2 separate regions of the Mus musculus genome follow, and region 1 is linked to region 2. Evidence: chromatin contacts called from public HiCAR-type data. All regions are on one chromosome and are shown on one strand. Each heading gives the region's core, a stretch centred on a gene start, on an enhancer-like site or on the middle of the called end of the contact. The rest is flanking DNA. Distances are from core to core; before and after follow the strand shown. Region 1 holds the start of Apool (apolipoprotein O-like). Region 2 holds the start of Hdx (highly divergent homeobox).

Evidence for each region. HiCAR-type assays count read pairs that join an accessible place to other places.
Region 1: a contact with region 2 is called in a HiCAR-type map of astrocytes, with 5 times the contacts expected there. The contact joins the promoter of Apool here to the promoter of Hdx in region 2. A contact is called at or near these places in 6 of 39 promoter capture datasets (cranial neural crest, embryonic stem cells, frontonasal cranial neural crest and 2 more) and 4 of 115 datasets of contacts at active chromatin or transcription factors (astrocytes, cardiomyocytes, embryonic stem cells and 1 more).

The regions. Positions count from the first base shown.
Region 1 is chrX:112,309,042-112,312,804 of GRCm38.p6, forward strand. Apool (apolipoprotein O-like) reads left to right here and starts at 2,311. Exons shown (of 9, transcript NM_026565.3): 1 at 2,311-2,395. The coding sequence starts at 2,381.
Region 2 is chrX:111,695,032-111,698,464 of GRCm38.p6, forward strand. It overlaps Hdx (highly divergent homeobox), which reads right to left and starts at 2,048. Exons shown (of 10, transcript NM_001080549.2): 1 at 1,936-2,048.

The DNA of each region.
Region 1 (3,763 bases), core at 1,061-3,560, 610 kb after region 2:
GTCAGAACACTCTCTGCAGGCAAGCTCTCCTCTTTCAAGAAGGTGCACAGAGGTCTGGAGCTCAGCTCTGTCTCCTGACTGAAGATGAAGGCCTGAAAGGTGCCCTGTCCCAGAAGCTATGTTGCTTCTGCAGCCTGTGTGCTCTCCTGTGCAGACTGGTCTTGAGGAACCCGGGATAGAAGATGGTCAGAGCCCTCCCTGGAGGCCACCTCTCCTCTGGCAGGGAAAGTGCATAGAGGTCTGGAGCTCAGATCTGCTTCCTGGGTGAAGATGAAGGCCCAGAAAGAGCCCTGTTCCAGAAGCTATGTTGCATCTGCAGCCCACAGGCTCTCCTGCCCAGACTCCTCACTCATTTTTTTAAAAAAGAAAATAAAATCCGAAGTTGTTACCAACTGTGATAAAAAAATTAAAATTAAAATGATCAATTATGGAAACCTTTAATAACTTAATAATTGATTCTAAAGAAGCAGAGACATGGATCCTACCTTAATTCCTGAAGTTTTGAGCAAAAAGAATTTCTCTCTTCTATATATGCTTATTCACAGTTATCCCAAATTGCATCTTTACTGTTAATTGTGAAAATTTTATTAGTATTAAAATTATTGACAAGTGCATGTCAATTAACAATGAACAAATAGAATCACTTAAAACCTCCTCAAAGCACCTGTTGAATATTCACAAATATTAGATTTCGATAATGTAATTAAAAATGTTAAACCTCAAAACCAGAAACTGAAATTGTATAAATAGCTTTATTCTTATCAGGAAAATAAATTCATGAAAAATTTAAATATTTTTCACTATTTTATTTATAGTTTATATAATAGAATTTACTTGATTTAATATTATATTTCATATCGATATTTTATTAGAAACATGTATGCTGTACTTTAAGTGTAAAAAAATATTAAAAACTTTTAGTCTTTTATTCATGACCATTGTTATTTATTTAATAACTTAATAATATATTTCATTATATATTCATTAAAAATGAACCTGCCTTAAGTATCAAATATGTTTAGTATACCACTAATGCTTAGTATATAGTTTACACTTAAATATTTATTAAATGAATAAGTGAATGCAGTTACCTAATACTGTGAAGTTAATGGGAACATAAATGGACACTCTTTGTCTCCGAATTATTCACAGAGGCCTCAGGGAGCCTGTACCCTTACAGAGAATAATATACCTCCTCACAATCTAGTCTCCTGGGAACATCATAATCATCATTTTATAATGTATTTTAGATCAAGTCACACCAATGCTAAAAGCCTTCCAATTACATTTCTTTTTATTCTTTTTTAATTAGGAATTTCCATATAATATATTCTGATCACAGTTTTCCCTCCCTCATGTCCTCCCAGATTCTGCCACCTCTGACCCCGACTCCATGCCTTCATCTTTGGAATACAAACAGGCAACTAAAAAAAAAAAGGATAAAACAAAACAAAAGCAAACAATCCACACTAGTTATAGTGACACAGAGAGCCCCTGTTGTGGTATGTTTGTTTTTTCATTGTTGGGACCTACCACTCTCTGTTCCTGATATTACTTTTGCATAGACCACTTGCCTATATTCCTCATGACTTTCTTCAAATCACCCTATCAGCGCCTTCTATCTGTATGAACTAGAAAACTCCATTCCTTCTCAACAGATAGCTTCTACTTTTACACTTTTAATACATTTTATTTACTCTCTCTCTCTCTCTCTCTCTCTCTCTCTCTCTCTCTGTGTGTGTGTGTGTGTGTGTGTGTGTGTGTGTGTGTGTGTGAAATTTAGGCCATCCGGCTTGTCAGCCAGTAAGTACTTCTTACAAGCTGAACCGTCTTGTCAAGGTTCTGTTTTCTTGAATAGTGTTGAGGCCTTTCTAAAATTTTTTTGTCATTTTCTCTTGGTGCTGTATGTAGGTTTTGTAGTGTACTGTGAGCAACTTCCTGACAGAATTGGTGTTTAGTGACAGTTCTAGAATGAATGTAATTGAATTGCCTCAAGGATTGCAGTGGTGACCTGCTCTTGTGACAGACTATATGGTTGTTTATTAAGGCAGTTGAGTTTTAAGTTCTTATCTAGACAAATCCCGTAAACACCCAGTCATTCACCCAAGAAAACAATTTCTAATTGGAGTGTGGAGACTATTCTTAGAGGTTAGATGTATGAGGACTGGAATGTCAACCGCAAAGATAGGCCCTTTGCTCTGAAGAAGTGCTAACCAATTGACTTTGGCGCCTACAAAAGCAATGGCAGGAGGGCGGGGAAAGGGCAGGGCCAGCGGGCTCCTAGCGTAAAGGGGCGGGGCTATGGTGACGCAAGGCAAAGTGAACTGCTTTGTCCCTCTGCGCTCTCCGTCTGAAAACTTGAGCCGAGAGGGTCATAGGTATGGCGGCCTTTAGGGTAAGTGAAAAGAAACTTAGTTTTCCACTCCCCGCTCGCTCTGAGCCCAAGCATTACAATAATTATAGAAGGGACCGTCTATCGTAACTCATGGAGGGAGCCCCTCAGCAAGTGGCGACCTGGAGATGAGACTATGAGGATCGGAGTCTTTAATCTTTGCAGTCTCAACAAACCTCCCTCGCCTTCTCCTTAATCCCTGCGGGTAACTGTTTACACCGCGGGGCTTTAGTCCCGCAACCCGCTGAGTGAGTGATGAGGAAGGCCTGGCCACTCGCCTCTCTGGAGAAGGAAAACAAAACAAAAGGAAACAAAACAAAACAAAAGTTTGGCGCTGTCTTGGTGTGCAGGGCGGGGCTCCCAGACCGGGACATAAGACTTCCTTCAAAAATTAGCTGTGGGCAAAACAGACAAAAGTAGAGATTTCTCAGAATCTGTGTTGTGAGTGGGATTATACATAGTGTTATTCCCCGTCGAATAACCAGTTTCTTTGGAGTTTTATGAGAAAAGGTGCTTTTGTGTAGAAATCGGGGGTAAAGGAAACAAGTCAGCCGACTCGGGTTTCAACATCAGTTTACAAATACTTAACGCATGTATTTTTTTTTAAAGGTATGTAATGACTCTGTTAGGCTTGAAGGCTATAAGATTGTTATTAATTCAATCAGAGGACATTGACTTTTAATATTTCCCATTCTTCACTGCATTTCTCTAGTTTGGGACCTCATACTTTCTTTCAAACTACGGACCATTCTCTTAACTGGACTCTACCCACTCCATTGCTCTGATGGAATCCATTTTCTCCTGTGCTGCCATAGTACTTATATCAAAATGAGACTCTGCCCTGCTACTTTAAAGCCTTTATAGGCACTCCATTATCAGCTCTCAGGGGTCAGGTTACCCTTCTAGATAACAACACTTCACCTAGCCTCTGCACTCCAGCTTCCTCTCCTGTCACCCAAGAACCCTCTCCTGTGTACTTAACTTCCTACTTTATCTCTTCATGCCCCATTTACCTGCTCTTTCTGCAATTCCTAAAGTGCCCTTGCCCATTCTTATTTAATTTCTAGCATGCACGTCTGACCAACCTTTTGATAATGCAACCCCACCTGACCTCTACAAAGTTTATCCTGGAGAATCACAATCAAGTTACCAAAAAAAAAAAAAAAAAAAAAGCCCCAAATAATATTTTTACAATGTTTAAATAGTTTACAATTTTGTATTGGGTAGGGTGTGGTGTGTAGGCCATTGGTAGGAGATGCTTGCTTCTTTTGGTAAACACAGAATGGCTCTTCTAAGTGTGTGTCCTTGACAACTGTACTGATCCACATGAGAAAGTTTTTGATTAATTAATTAAAACTTTTAAGTCCTTTC
Region 2 (3,433 bases), core at 798-3,297:
GATTGTTTCCTAAAGAAAAAAGAAGTGAAGTTACTATAGCTGTTTTCATTAGTCAGCTAGGTGTGTGGGAAGATAGTAAAGAACTGGCTGGTATATTCTCAACCGCTAAGGATATAAAGTCCAGTTAAAGAGTACATAACACACACACACACACACACACACACTGCACAAAGTAAGATGGTAGACAACAGGGTAGAAGAAAGTGGCAAATCAAAGAACAGATGTCAGAATTTTAGGGAAGTTGACCTATACAGCCACTGCATTGTACTTGAAAGACACTTATAGGTGGTCTAATTTGAACAGCAGTTCCAACGAAGACAAGATTTAAATTATGTAGAATAGAAAGTTGCCTAGGAAAAAGTGGTGATAGTGGTGTGAGAAGCAAAATTGTTCAAGAAACAGTAGGGAAATTTACATTGAAGAAAGATAAGGTGCTACCATTCAAAAAGGCTAGATTGAGGTTTCGTTGTTCTTTTGCAATCTAGGTAGAATCTGACTTGGAATAATAGATAACAGGAAGTAGCTTGAAAAAATGGATAATAGGAAGCCAAGGATATTCTTGTTAGAGAAAACAATATTGAAGTAGTGTTCACAGACAGGTAGTTTTATATGGTGAAAGGAATATGCTGGCTAGGAAGCTCCTTTAGTTACCAGAGGAGTATAAGAGAGAAGACTGAGGAGCAGGTGAAGAATGGTATGAGAAGACATACAAAGGAAAAGTCGCCAATATTTAACAAGATCTTCACTTTAAAAATTGGAGAAAATCCCAATTTTTCCCTGTAAAATGGGAGTAAATGATGAGATCATGGCAGGGACTAATAATCCAACAATACAATCTTTCCCCAAGGACAGAGGGGCTGATCATTCCTCCAAACAGTGGGGTGACATAGTCCGTCCCAATTAATGGATGCTAGAGAAAGTCTCTTGAAATAAGATTTGACTTAGATGGTTCTAATAGAAACACCCAAGAAGAAGAAAGAAGGAAAATATCAAATCTGAGATAGAGGTAAAAGCTTTATGTGATGGGGCTAAACATGAAGAAAAGACAGACAAGTGAGTAAATATATTTCTAAGTCTTCAAAGTGATGCGCCAAATTACTGAATGTCATATCACACCTAAGCTCTTTGAAGATTGAAAGTTAGATTTATTTTTAAAACTATTGTATACAATCCCCCCACACACATCTTTAACTCTTCTTTATAACTGAGAACTTTAGTCTGCAAGTTCTTCAATTTCCTTCCTTTCCATAGACATATCTTTAAAGTAAGAATTTGCTTTCTCAAATTTATCAGTCTTATTTTGATGCTGAGTACACTCAGTAGGCCAAATGCAAAAATCAGTAGCAGATCCCTCACTTCAAATGGCACTTGAAACATCTCAAGGCCAAATCCCTAACCTTTCCCTTATTCAGTTCAGACACAGCTCAGCCCCTCCCCCTCCAGCTAAAGAGAAAAGGCGCCTGCGCAACTTCCAAGCCCATTCTCTCTGCAGTGAACCTCCCCCCTCCCCTCTAATCAGAGTGTTTATGCGCAGGCGCAGCGTCCTCGGTGCGATTTGAGTGGGGCTATGAGAAATCTACTGTCCAGTGAAATCTAGAAGTGGTAGAATTCAATCCTGTCTTTTCTTTAGAAGCAGAGGCGCCAGTTTCTCTTACTATCTGGCCAGTAGTAAGTCCCAGACATCGCCCTCTTTCAGAGCAAGGTCCTGCACTGTGTGGCAATACCCACAGTATCCCCATCCTCAGCTCCTTTCTAATTTCATGCTCTTCCCAGCCTTTGCTTGGAGGGTAGAGGAAGTTGGCTTCCTAGAAGCTGCACCAATTTATTGGCTGTATCTTTAGGCCACAGACCCTACGGGCCCCCTACTGGGCACATTATCCCAGGGTCTTGAAAGTCCTCCTTTGCCCTTCACAGACAGTCAGGTTAGGCGCTTACCTCGGGCGTGGTGCGGTCACGAAAGAGATCAGAGGTTCCAAGATGAGACCAGGGCCAGAGCAGGCGGAGTCCGCAAGATTTTTTCCTGGGTCTCCACTGCCGCCTCAGACAATGAAATCAGCGTGTCCGATCATCAATTCTCATCATGATCGTGACGTCACCAAAGACAGCGGCCAATGAGAGCCCGAGATCAGCTCCGGACAGTCCCTGGCCTCAGCCCAGAACCCAAGAGTTGGGAGGGAGGGGAGGAGAAGTGGCTTCCTGTAGTAGGGCTGCCTCTTCCTGGCACTTATCTGCTAAATCTGTGGCGGGGGGCCTCTCAGTTCTTCTCTCCCTGGGTAGCTGTGAACATCCAGCATCCCTGTGCCTGTAGTAGTTTCATGACAATCCTTTGAGTCAAGTGATGCCTGGTCTTCAAACTTGAGATTTGCTTTGAGAAAAATTTTTCTCCATTACCAAAACTGAATAGTAGCATAAAGGTTCATTTGACAGGTATATAAGCAATGTTATTAAAAATCAATGTTTCCAAAGACCCTTTGGAATTTTTCCAATAAGAATGAGTGTACTTATTTGTAAATGGTTGACTGTGGTCACTAAGGCACTAAATGGACTTAATTCACTTAATTTCAATCCTTGTTTTGTCAGAAAAACAAATCTGGGCAATCACCTGTGAATTACAGGGAAAAAAATAAAGGCAAGCCTTATGTTAAATTGGCAACACTTGATGCATTACCAAAATTTGTTGGGTGACATGAGAGATATATAATTTGTTGGTTAGTTACTGTTACAGAATTTGCCATCCCATTTGGAAGATAGAATTAGCATGCAGTAAACATTGACAACAATAAAATAAAATATATGATCTTATGTTCTGTTATTAAAGACTACATTGTTTTATGAATGAAGGCATCAGTAAGATAGGAACGTTGGGGAAGCGTTCTATTTTAATATTTTAATTTGATTGTTGGTTAAAAGAAGATATGAAGATAAAATGCAACTGTCTTAAAGGGGGAAAGGAATAGGCAACTGAAGAGAATATATATATATGTATATATATATACACACACACACACATATATATATATACATATATATATATAATAAAACCAACTTGACCAATGAAGAGTATATAGTAAGAACTAGTGTGAAATTAAATAGGCTGAAAATAAAAACCTTTAAAAATAGACAGAAAACTTTGATTCAATTAAAAGCCACCAAAAGTTTTGTGGTTCAAGGGATATCAACCTCTAGAATCAAAGATCCTCAAAAAAATCTCTGATAATTTTTATCAAACACAATTCAATTCACATACAACTCTAGATTTCTCAATATCTTCCATTCCCAGATACTATAAAATGTAAATTCTTATCAACTGCATACAACCCCCCCCCCACACATATCCTAAACAATGTATTTGTAGCATTTTTCCATATATGTAGTTGACTCACATGTAGCATGACTCACAAATGTCTATAACTCTGGTTCTAGAGGTCTGATG